Linked DNA regions of Mus musculus: regions 1 and 2 are each linked to region 3. Evidence: chromatin contacts called from public Hi-C and HiChIP or PLAC-seq data. All regions are on one chromosome and are shown on one strand. The core of a region is the stretch at or near the end of the contact, and the rest is flanking DNA. Distances in the headings are between cores, read along the strand shown.

Region 1 (3,961 bases), core at 819-3,318, 470 kb before region 3:
CATGCATGTGTGTGCATGTGCACAAATGAGTTCGCATGTGCGCGCGCGCGCGCGCACACACACACACACACACACACACACACACACACACACACACACACACACACGAGAGAAAGAGAGAGAGAGAGAGAGAGAGAGAGAGAGAGAGAGAGAGAGAGAGAGAGTTTTTAAATGTAGTTTTACCTTTATAGAGACTCAGCTGTGGTATTAAGGAATTTCTGAGCACTGAAGAACTTTATCTAGTGCTAGACAAAATAGTAGACACAAATCGTTATGAAACTTTTTGCTCACTTGAGGGGTGGGGGTGGGGGACTCCCAAGCTGCTCCAGAAGGACGTCGGGTTCAGCTTTGGGAATGTCTTGATGAAGTCAGCTTACTCTACATTCTGGTGGCACTTAAATGTTTTTCTAAATAATTTACTATTTTACAGGTTTTGTTATTGTTGTTTTGTTGTCTTTGTTGGTAGTTGGTTGGTTGGTTTTGTTTGTTTTTGAGACAGAGTTTTGTCGTATAGTCCTGGCCAGCCTAGAATTTGCCATATATACCAAGCTGACATTAAACTTGTGGTAATTCTCCTGTCTCTGCCTCCTGAGATCTAGATTTACAGGGATGAATCACCATGTCTTTCTAAAGGTTCTTTTGTCACTGTTATTTTTGTTTTCTTGTGACAGAGACTCATTTGGTAGCCTAGACTAGCCAGAGCCTGCAATTTTGCCTCAACCTTCTATTTGCTGGAATTGCAGGCCAGAAGCACAATATACAGTTTGTACTGTTTGTGTGTGTTTTAAGAAAAGAAAATCAAGTATTTTCCAGAAATAGTAACAGAACTTTAAGATAAAATAAAGTTCCAGCTAGGTGTGTCAGTATATATTTGAACCCCAGTGCTTAGAAAGCTAAGTGGGGAGGGTATCAAGTTCCAGGCCAGCCTGGACTACATAGTGAGTTTAAGGTCTCTGTGCTACATACTGATAAATGTCCTCAATAGCAACAGTATTGAGTTCAAATAAACCTGCTTTATGATAATGCCATGGTTAGTACCTTGATGGAGCTATCAATGCTCAAAGCCAACTGCTCACCAACACATTCCCAATACCACGGGCAACTTCTGATTAGCCCAGAAGGAGACAGACTGAGGCCCGTCTGATAGGATAACCGAAACAGCATGTCCTCTGCCTTTCAGTTATCTATGGTCAATTTTTAGTTTGGGAAACTTATTCTGAAGGAAGTAAATAAATATAGCCAACATTTGAAGACGTGGGTTGGGAAGAGGATGATAACCTACACCTTTCCTTTCAACCCCTATTCCACCCAATCCCAGAGCAGTATGTCTAACCAGAATCACCACTGGGCAAACCCATCCTCCCTCTGCTGAAAACAAGGGACTGTAGACAAACTTTCCTCCAGTAAGAAATGCCCTAATTTCTAGTTGTTGAAAGGCTTGCTGTGCAAGCAAAGTAAGCGTACCAGGTTATTGGATTAGCTAATTGAAATTAAGCAAATTAGTTCCCAGATCTTACTATCAGCTACCCAAGATGTTGGCAAAGCATGGGAAAATAACCAGAATTTTACAAACATTGCTTGCTACAACAGAAATAATCTGGTGATGGGAAATAAATCACTTCTGGGTTCCTGGGTTATAAAGGTCTCTCCATGAAAGGTTATTTTACAGAAACCTTTCGTGCTTTGGAAATTCCAGATTGGGTATTGGGAAGATACCTAACTCTGAAATACTATTTATGGGAACGTTGGTAACAACAATGGCGGAGGCTTCTCTGACAGATGCAGCACTAAATGCACCAGCCCTGTCTGCTCCCCTTCTAGCCACACTGTCACTGTGTGTGGGTATTCGCTCCAAGAAATAATTCTCACTTGCTAAGTGTGTAATTCCATCCATAGCGAGCCCCTGCTCCCTGCAGAAGCCTGGCTTGGCCAGGGGTTGAGAGATGCCTGATGATACCTCAGATTGTACTTTCTCTTGATTGAAAGCAGAAGGAGTCCCCTCCTTCTCGGCTTTCCTACTTATGGGCAGTGTTGCTCCATTTCCTGTTCCCTTCTGTTAATTCAGACCAGGACAGACACAGATCAGAATGAGGGACCCTGCATTTCGGCACCTCCTTGGAGCAGTGTTGATGGGAGTAAGTGTTTGCAGACTGGAGGTTCCTGTTTGGACTACCAGACGATGACTTTTCTATTCTTACCTAACCAATTCCAGGTCAGAAAATAGACACTGTACAGTTGCCCTGTTCAAGTCTGAGTTTCTCCCCCCCCCCCCCCTTGAAACATTGACCACCCAACCATCCTCACTCCTGGCTTAAAAGGAAATAGGGAATGGCTCATCTGGGTTTCAAATGAGATGCCCCTGTCCCTTTGTTCTGCTAAAATCAATCAGACTCTTACTGAGCTGGGGGAGGGGGTTCAGGTTACCAGGAGGAATGTGTTTCCAGAGGTGTTTGTTCTGAAATTTAAAAAAAAAATGTGATAATCATTACACGGAGAGCCAATAATTATAAGCATTTCCTTTTGGAATCACAGAGAGGAAAAAAATAGAAGCAACTTCAAGAAAAGAAGAGAAATTGAATTCTATCTGGTATGTTGAGGCACCTAGTTGGGCCTACAGCCATGCTACTGCTTGCTGGTGCATTTTGACTTTTTTGTAACTCTGATTGAATCTGCTGCACTGTTTTGCTAAAAGTACAGCTGAATTTGTCAAAAACATATTTTTTCCTTAAAGCAAAACACTAAGCTGAAACTGTCAAAAGTGCTCCGGTGTATTTTGACAGTCAAGAATGGAGGAGGCCATGGAATCTAGTTCCAGGAAAAGCTCAAGATTTTTTTTTTTAAAGGAGGGGGTGGCCAGGGCAGACCCCTTCAGCTGTCATGTGTCATGTCTCTTAGATAGTCTTCTCTTCACTGACAGAGGTCATGGCTGTTGCTTAGGGTTGCAGCAAGCAGTTCAAACTTAGTAGTAGGTTCTGTTATAGTCCATATTCTTGTGGGGTTTTATTATTTTATTTTATTTTATTTTATTATTTTATTGTGAATTCAAAGCAGGTGACTCAGCAGATCAAGTGGCTTTTATCTGGTCAACTCAGAAAAACTCCCTGGTTCTTTTCCTTTGCCATGTTACCTCTACACTTTTGAGAGGTAGTGAGATTTCTTTTTTTTTTTTTTTAATATTTTTTTCCATTTTTTATTAGGTATTTAGCTCATTTACATTTCCAATGCTATACCAAAAGTCCCCCATACCCACCCACCCCCACTCCCCTACCCACCCACTCCCCCTTTTTGGCCCTGGCGTTCCCCTGTACTGGGGCATATAAAGTTTGCGTGTCCAATGGGCCTCTCTTTCCAGTGATGGCCGACTAGGCCATCTTTTGATACATATGCAGCTAGAGTCAAGAGCTCCGGGGTACTGGTTAGTTCATAATGTTGTTCCGCCTATAGGGTTGCAGTTCCCTTTAGCTCCTTGGGTACTTTCTCTAGCTCCTCCATTGGGAGCCCTGTGATCCATCCATTAGCTGACTGTGAGCATCCACTTCTGTGTTTGCTAGGCCCCGGCATAGTCTCACAAGAGACAGCTACATCTGGGTCCTTTCGATAAAATCTTGCTAGTATATGCAATGGTGTCAGCGTTTGGATGCTGATTATGGGGTGGACCCCTGGATATGGCAGTCTCTACATGGTCCATCCTTTCATCTCAGCGGTAGTGAGATTTCTTAAGTGAATGCTATTTGCAGGTCACGTTAGGGGACCCTGAAACTCAACTAGATCCCATCTTCCTCAGGTCTCATGTTCTTGGATCTCTGTTCCCTTCAAATCCAAAAGGACTTGTCAAGCAAACCAGATCCCATTAGAAGGTCAACTCTGAGCTGCTCAGATGAAGGGAGTAGAGTAATGATGTCTGCGCTGTCTCCTACCTGCACCTCCAAAGGCTCCAACATCTAAATTGAACCTCCAAGCC
Region 2 (4,253 bases), core at 1,524-4,023, 410 kb before region 3:
CCATTTCCCTGTGTATGTGGGAGGTAAATGTGACCAACTCTAGAGAACTGGTTATCTTAGGCAAAACAGGTGGAAGCAGATGACTTCATTCTATAAACTCACAGGGAATCAGGTTTATTTGAATCCTAGCATCATCTCTCACTGTAGTGTGGACACGACACTAAGGTCTACTTCAGAAAGGCATTGTCAAGTTAGATTGAATGATGCATCAAAAATATGGAGACCAACACCATGCTAGAAGTAAAGGCTCTGAAACCATAGATTTCAATAACTAGATAAGGGTTTATTCTTTGTATCAGCAAAGGACTTCTGCTTAAGTAGGAAGAACTAAATTCCATACTCAAATCAGATTATTAGAATACAATAAAGACAATGGCTGGAGTTCCTTTAAACAGATATGCATACCCCCAACTCTTAAACACAGCAAAATGTTGGTATTGAAAGAGTCATTGAATTAGGGGGAGATCTTATGATTGCTAAACTCCAGAGAAAAACAGCACCATGGTCAAGGAGATTAAAAACATCTTTTTTGCTGAAAGAGATGGACACAGAGCTGAGTGGGGAGAAGTTCACAGGATGTTGAAGAAATTTCTGGGAAATTTGGAAGATTTTGGCTTCAATTTCATTCATCAGTTACCCCTGAGTTTGATCAAGAGTCTTCTGTTTCAGACCAAAAATCATTCACTGGAAATATTCATGATCCTCCTTAGATGTCCTGGGGGGATCTTCTGTCTTAAGAGATGTTGACATAAATTCTTTAGTAAAGACACAGCAAGATCACCCTTGAAAGTACACGGAAAGGTTAGGTGGGTGCTGTCGAGGGTAGAAAAAGATTTAAACCGGTCTTGCTCTCTAGGAACTAAAAGTCTAGCTAGAGAGACAAAAGAGAGGATTAGAGAAAGTTCCAGAACAAAAGCAGCTATAATTTAAAAGAGCCAAATTCTCCTTAGGTACAATTTAATTTTCTTCTTGACTAATACTAATTTTTTCCAATGTAGTTGTGCATTCAATTCTGTGTAAAGGCCTCTTCTCTCTCTTATGCTTACACATATGCAGATGTGCATGTACACACACACACACACACACACACACACACACACACCACACAGAGAGAGAGAGAGAGACAGAGAGAGACAGAGAGAGACAGAGAGAGACAGAGACACAGAGACAGAGAGACAGAGGCAGAGACAGAGACAGAGAGAAAAAAAGAGGGGGGATGTGCAAAATGCAATCATGTGCGGAAATGAATAAGCTTGATTTTGGTAGTCATGTTGTAATGTCTTTGTATATCAAAATACTATATTGTACACTTCTAATATACACAATTCTATTTGTCATACTTCAGCAAAGTTAGGTCAAATGGGTTACTGAAGTTATGACTTTAAAAAGCAAGGACACTATTTCCAAAAGAAGTTATCAGATCTGAAGAAAATGTCAGTGTGCTTACCTATTCTTCCAAATAAACGAGGACACCCATATTTTCTGCACATGGAAATGTTGCTTTTGGTTAGTAAGCATTTTGGAAGAAATCACTTTTAGCATTGTGCCTCGCTAGCACAGACCTTTAGAGAGAAATCAAATCATGACAGAATTCATAGATGTGGAGTTGATAGTAGGTGGGTCTCTGTATGACGGGCTTCCATGTCAGGTTCCAGGTATGTGCTCTGTGTGGAAAGGCACATGAAGCTCTTATTTACTAATTCTGTGGCTTTATGCAGGTCACTTCACCTTCCTGGGTCCCAGTTTCATCTTTAGTAAGATAAACATGGTGATAAAATCTGCTTTATAAAATCATCGATGCTGCTTGAACAAGTAACTATGTTTAAAGTTTTCAGTAGTGCTTTACTCGAGACCATGTTCCATAAGAGGAACAACTGGTGAGAATGGCAAATACTATTACAAAAGTGAGTCTATTTTTCTACACACACAACACTGATTTTCTGCTATTTTGGGACTAATGGAGGCATGGATGCTAAATACAACCTCTTCCCTACTAAGCCTACAATTGGCCTTTCATAACCTTCCGAGGTCCTTTCAAAACTGGGTGCACATCTATTTTATGTGTCTCTATGGAGTCATGCTCTTGCCATAGCAATGTGGCTCAGGAAAGGGAAGTTTCTGTCTGTTTATTTGTCTCTACTTTATTTGTCTCCACGGTCTCTTCTGCCTCAGGGATCGGATCGTATTTGTCTGTATTTCCTGAGAATTTCACATGGTGCCTGACATAATATTTAATACATATATGTTAAGTGGCAGGGAAGGAGGGAAGGAGGGGGAAGAAAGGAAGGAAGGAAATAATGAAGGATGAGATAGGAGGGAAGTGAGAAAAGGAAGGAAAGAGAGGAGAGGTGAGCAGAGGTGCTCTGGTCCTGCCAATTTAACATTTCTCTGAGTTTGCACACCCTCTTCCTGCTCCCTCCTCTGTCCCTCCTGTCCCATAAAGTAGAGGGAAGTTTGAGCAATGAGAATGTTTTACTTACCCCAAGTCACCACTGCAGAAATCCATTGCATTACTGAGCACTGTTAATGGGTTGGCCCTGGTTCAGAATATACGGTTTTTCTGTCCCTGCCAAGTAGGCTTCTGCACATGGAGCTGAGAGGCTGTCTTTGCCCACACCTGTCTGGCCCAGGGAGCTTGCTGGGCTGTCAAGGGGAGAGCCGGGCATTGAGAAAGGCTGATGGGCTTTGACAAAAAAAGAGAACCGGGCACACAGGTCTCATTTATAATCCATCCCAGCTGCTCCTCTGTTGGGGGAAACTGGCATTTTGTTTTGTTGGCCCCTTTTCCATCAGGACAGCTGTGAAACCCTACTCAGTGAAGTAATCGCAATAACAACCACCACTTTGCATGTTGATGCCTTTCTTCCAAGGAACTCAAAGTTCTTTGGAGACATAACCTCATTAATCTAGCCTGCATGAAGTGGCTGGTGGGGAGGGGTAGGACTTCTTACTCATATAGCCAAGGCCGGGGGATTTAGGAAGGGAAAGAATACAAGAAAAAGAGATGCCACAGCTAAGAAAGATAATGGATGCTCTCCATTCCCTCAAACCTTACTCTGGGACGAAGAACACTTGCCAGAACAATACTCAGCTATGTGTGCGAGAATATGACACTATATGCTCAATGCGCCCCCTCCCAAAGGAAGAGAATTGTAGAGTAGAAGTTGGGGAAGCTGATTTTTAACCCTGATAGTGAACACTAAATAGCTATGCACCTATGAGCTGGCCCCACCTTTAGTTCAGTAGTCTCATATTAGATTGTGTGACCTGAGGCAATGTCAAATGAGCAGAGCCAGCAGTCTGCAGACAGATGCCTGTCTCTTCTGTGTTGCTCTGAAGTACAGGGTTTCAGTTTTCTTATCTGCGACATGATGAAGTCAGACTGTATTATTTTCAATGTTCTCTTCAATTCTAGTTAAATTCGTGATTCTAGAATGGGAGGCTGAAGAACCTCAACCCTAATTGTGTTTATACCTTAGGAAAGCCAGCATCCATTGATTTCCTGGTACTATCTCCAAACTCATTAGCTCCTGGAAGTAATAGTATGCAGCTTCTCACAATTGTGTGATCTGCCTAGGAAACAGTGGTTTCACAAAAGTGCTACAAGATGTGTGGACTCAGTATAAGGCTGAGCTAAAGGCTGGGCTGAGCTGGAGCATCTGGGGTGGCATGGCTTCATTTTGCCATTCTTTCTATGCCGTGACCCAAAGCAACACTTGATGCTGTAGGTTGGACCTTAAATGTCCGCTTCAGGCACACGTGTAGGATTGGTTTGCACTGTGGTAGTATTGAGAGGGTCGGGAAGGTTTAGCTCATTGGGAGGTAACCTCAAAGGAGACTGTGAGGTGCCAGTCCTTCTCATACTCCTCAGTCTGAGATGAATGTTTTGATTCTGCTGCTTACTCCCAGAATGCTGTGCTGTCTTACTACAGGCCCAAAACAATTAGACCAATTGATCATGGACTGGATCTTCAAAGCAGAACCCAAATAACCTTTCAACCTACAAGTTGTTTGTCTCAGTTGACTTGCATCCATCTTCACTTGTTGGTGATAGTGCTCCATCACGAGGACCCAGTGCTCAAGGCCTCATGGGCTTTTCCTGCATCAGCCCATTGCTTTCGTGTTTGTTGAAGCAAGTTACATGACCTACAATCAAGGGTATGGGAGATAGCATAGGGTGCTGGTATAAACTGAAGTATGTCTTCAGAGATCCCAATTACCAGTAACTTATAATGTGATCTTATTTAAAAATG
Region 3 (3,773 bases), core at 1,010-3,509:
CTTTGGTCCTGTGCCAAGGAACTCTCAGGGAGTAGTGAACCAATGAGGGTGTCTGCCTGGGGTAAAATGGGAGAGCCTGCCACTTCCCAGGAAAAGAAAAAAAAAAAAAAACGTACCCATCGCCTGGCAGCCTAGGCCTCTAGGATTTCTTCCCTTAAAGCAGTATTCTCTGACCTTCAGTCACTTCTCCTTTGGTGATGGCACTAGAGATGCCAGGTTAACAGAGAAGTTGCTGGGAGAGACTGCACTGCAGCGCGGTAGGAAGAAGCTGGCGCTGCAGTTAGAGTACCCAGGTCCAAGACCTAGTAGCAGCAATACGAAGAAGCCACGTGTCTTTGTAAAGGTGACTTTATTATTCCTAAAATCGTCATAAAATACAGCGGCGTTAATTTGCTATCGAGACCTTTCAGCAGCTCATAACCCAGCTGACCTCGGATTGTAGCTGAGTACCTGGCTGGGCCAGAACCTTGGCTGCGAAGAAAAGCAGCTTCCAGAAAGCTGGATGCTGGAGATTGAATAGAGCTTGGGGCAGGTGGGGGAGGGGGACATTAGCCTACTCTGGAAAGGTTCAAGGGAACAATTCAGGTAGATAGATGTAGCTGAGCAGACAATTAAGGTAGATAGATGTAGGTGAGCAGTTCCCTCAGCCCAATCCCGGGGACTCTTGAATTTCTGGGTACTTTCCTCTGAACCCGAACCTGTGGGTCTAGGAAGAGAGTCAAAGCTAAGTCTGGGAGTATGGGACGTACCTCTTACCTTCTCTGTACCTTCCTCTCAGCCCTTTGCTATTTCTCTCCTCCTTTCTTGCTTTTTCGGAATTACTTTTCCTCTCTAGGAGCCAGTGGAACTTTCCCCAATCTCTGAAGATTTCTCTGAGATGCTATGATTTCATTGCCCATGCTATGCTGTGGATCAGCGATAATAGCAAGAGGAGGAAGCTCAGAATCCTATAGACGGGAATGCATCCTGTCTGGCACAGGGGATGAGGGTAGGGTCCCGAGATGATCATCGATAGAAGGGTTGCCTGGCTGAGAAAGGTAGATGAGTACCGTCCTGTAGTACAGTAAGCACCAACAACTCCACGCTTTTATCAGTCCCAGTTTCAGCCCACCCCGAAGATGGTGGCTTGAAAACTATCATGTGTGAGACGAGGAAAAATAAAAACGGTGCCACAAGGCACTGGGTGCCCACCTGGCTGATATTTCCCCACACCCTACGCAGGACATCGGGTGAACCCACAGGGCTGCTGGATCTAGGCACTGCCTGACACCGATCCTAGACGGATTGACTACCTTGTGCTGGCTTTTCCTTGAGAGACAGGAGGCTCTCTAAAGCTCTCATGAATGCTCTAGGGCCCGCGACCCTCACAAGCTTTGGAGCCAGGGTCTCTCAGTCCTTTCTCTGACCCTTCTCCCTTTCCCTTCATTTGCTCATCACTTCTTTTCCTCTATGCTTCCTCTGCTAGCTACCAGACCATTGACCGCCGCGATGCTTTCGGCAAAATAGAAAACAGGAAGGAAAAGGAGAGAAAAAAAGTAAGAAAGTAGGGGAGAATTGCAGACTGGAGCAAAAAGCTGCAGCTGCACTCAGAATTGGGGGCTTGAGAAAAGTAAAATAGGGGGGAGGTGTCCAAAATGCGAAGGGAATTCACAAAAGCAGCCTCTTGCCAGAGCCTGGGTAGAGCTCTGGCTGAGGAGCTCCAACTGGAGAGGAGTCGGGCGCTTTCTTTGCCACTTACCCAGTCCTCTGTCTACAAAGCTAGTGATCGTATTAGCTGACTTGGAAGACTGGAAAAAGCTGGCATTGATGCCCAGCTTCTCGGCAATGGAGTAAGTCTTGTAGATTGACAGCATGTACTCGTGAGGCACCACGCGCAGCCCCCTGCCCGGCGGCTCCTGCCCCTGATGTTGTCCGGGCGGCCGCCGCCGGAGGTCCTTCTGCCGCAGCCCGTGCTCCGGGGGCGTCCGGCCCTCGGCACTCTCTTGTGGAGTTCGCTGCATCTTCCCTTCTTTGCGGTTCCCCACGTCTTTGGTGGAGTCCAATTCGGTGGAGGAGGAGGAGGACGAGGAGATGGAAGCCTGCTGGAAACCCGGCAAATCCCAGAGGAAGCTAATGAGGAAGATCGCCCAGAGAAGGACCCTAGGAGTGTCCATGGCGAGCGAGTGGCTAAGTTACTCGGAGAGGCGGCGGCGACAGCAGCGGCTGCGCCGGGCGCGAAAGGCACGGAGCGGCTGGACAGCGGCGGGGGCCGCGCTCCTCCTGCAGACTACGAGTGCGGGGAGCCGGGTAGCAGCTACACAAATCCAGGCCCTGCCACGCCCCCTCCCGCCCCTCGCCGGGAGGTGGGGAGAGGAGGGGAGAGCAGCGCTGCGGGGATAGGGAGGGAGGCGGGTAGTGCGGGCAGGAGGTGTGGGGTGGGGGGCAGCGGTGGGCTGTGGTGGTGGCAAGGTGAGAGCTGGAAGAGCCCCACGGGGTCCGGAGCGCCGACTGGGCGAGCCAGAGGCGAGCGCCTCTGTCCCAGGGTTGGGGAGCCAGAGCCCGCAGGCAGCCGCCTGCGCCGGGGACCGTCAGTCCCCACCAGCTGCTCGAACTTCTCCAGGGACCCGGGGGAGTGGCAGCCGCGGCGGCTGGCTCGGAGCGGGGGTGGGGGTGGGGGGCTGCTGCCGCAGGCTGCGCCCTGGCTCCGGGCAGTGGCACCCTCTCTTTGCCACCCTACCCTCCTAGCGGGCGGTTAGCACCCTCTCACCCCCCCCCCCCCGCGCGCCCACAAGTTTCATCCCTGAGTCCCGGAAGCCAGGCGCAGGGGCCAGTCCTTCACAGCCCCCTTCTCTTGGTAGAATGCTGCTTTCCACAAAGACCCGCGTCAATTCCCGACCTTCGAGGTCAGGCAAAGGCCACCAGTCTTCAGAGTTTGGACCGGTGCTCGGAGCTGCCGCGCTCTCCTGCAGGCCCCAGACTCTCCTCTCGCAGACCTCAATCTCTGGTGTTTGCTCCAGCTGCTTCATTTCTCTTTCGTGGGACCCCACACTTCTCTGGACCCTTAGGGGCTTGACTCCCTCTTCTTCTGCACCCGTACTTCCTTTTTCCTCTTTCCTATTGTCTTCAGGAATTAGTCCTTCCCCCAAATTCCTTCCCATTCCGATTCGATACCTCTCCTCACCCAGTCCCTGCCCCCCAAATATGCTTTTTTTTTTGGCTGTGGCCTCCCAACTCTCTGATCCCCACCCTCTCTCTCCCCCTTTCACCAGACCCCTCCCTGCGCAGCTCTACCCCAATCTGTTTCTCTTCAGCCCAGCCTCGCCCCATCACGAGTTTCCTTTATCTGTCCCCAGATTCCCAGTGTCTTCCCCGCCCACCGCCCCGCGGTTCAGGACGTTGCTAGGTTTGGCGGCGAAGCGTTGCTTCTCTCGCACAGCGCTCTAGACGGAAGTTGTCCAGAGTCTTTACAGGGTACTCACGCACCATCTGTAAACGTCCTCCTGTAAATTACTCCACTTATGGATTTAAAAAAAAAAGGGGGGGGGCAAAAGGCTCAGAGATAAAGGCTTTCCAGGGCCATTCAGCCAAGAGGGCACAGCCACGGATAGACCCAGGAAGCAGTGGTTCCACCATTCTGCTCCTCCTGGTTTGAGCTGTGTCTCTGTGGGTTCTCTCGCCCTGGCCCTCCTGTCTTCATTGGGACCTTGCAGGCGTGAGGATAATTTGGTCCTCTCTCCCCTTCTCTTTACTCTGACTTCCTTAAGAGGCATGACACTCACCTTGGACATCTGCTG

What was found. A called contact is a pair of places that touch in the nucleus more often than the background predicts. HiChIP or PLAC-seq counts read pairs in DNA pulled down with a chosen protein or histone mark.
Region 1: an H3K27ac HiChIP or PLAC-seq map of embryonic stem cells shows a contact between it and region 3, with 2.6 times the contacts expected there. The contact joins the enhancer-like site here to the promoter of Gdf6 in region 3. A contact is called at or near these places in 3 of 39 promoter capture datasets (the 3T3-L1 cell line, embryonic stem cells and hippocampal neurons), 4 of 484 Hi-C or Micro-C datasets (the HL-1 cell line, cardiomyocytes, embryonic stem cells and 1 more) and 4 of 115 datasets of contacts at active chromatin or transcription factors (craniofacial prominence, embryonic forebrain and embryonic stem cells).
Region 2: a contact with region 3 is called in a Hi-C map of muscle stem cells, with 1.9 times the contacts expected there. The contact joins the enhancer-like site here to the promoter of Gdf6 in region 3. A contact is called at or near these places in 12 of 39 promoter capture datasets (the 3T3-L1 cell line, 3T3-L1-derived adipocytes, the HPC-7 cell line and 6 more), 4 of 484 Hi-C or Micro-C datasets (muscle stem cells, myocytes, uterus and 1 more), 4 of 115 datasets of contacts at active chromatin or transcription factors (embryonic fibroblasts, embryonic limb bud, fetal liver and 1 more) and 1 of 9 other capture datasets (embryonic stem cells).

Annotation. Positions count from the first base shown.
Region 1 is chr4:10,310,163-10,314,123 of GRCm38.p6, reverse strand. No RefSeq gene overlaps it. Among named protein-coding and RNA genes, the nearest start is that of Gm46879, 98 kb to the left of the region's middle. Within about 2 kb of position 2,068, at least 7 of the 459 cell types and tissues checked have an H3K27ac peak or open chromatin away from gene starts, as enhancers often do. A contact at or near this core is called in craniofacial prominence and embryonic stem cells, where this site is marked.
Region 2 is chr4:10,252,846-10,257,098 of GRCm38.p6, reverse strand. No RefSeq gene overlaps it. Among named protein-coding and RNA genes, the nearest start is that of Gm35008, 110 kb to the right of the region's middle. Within about 2 kb of position 2,773, at least 3 of the 459 cell types and tissues checked have an H3K27ac peak or open chromatin away from gene starts, as enhancers often do. A contact at or near this core is called in muscle stem cells, where this site is marked.
Region 3 is chr4:9,842,858-9,846,630 of GRCm38.p6, reverse strand. It overlaps Gdf6 (growth differentiation factor 6), which reads right to left and starts at 2,259. Exons shown (of 2, transcript NM_013526.1): 1 at 1,739-2,259. The coding sequence starts at 2,153.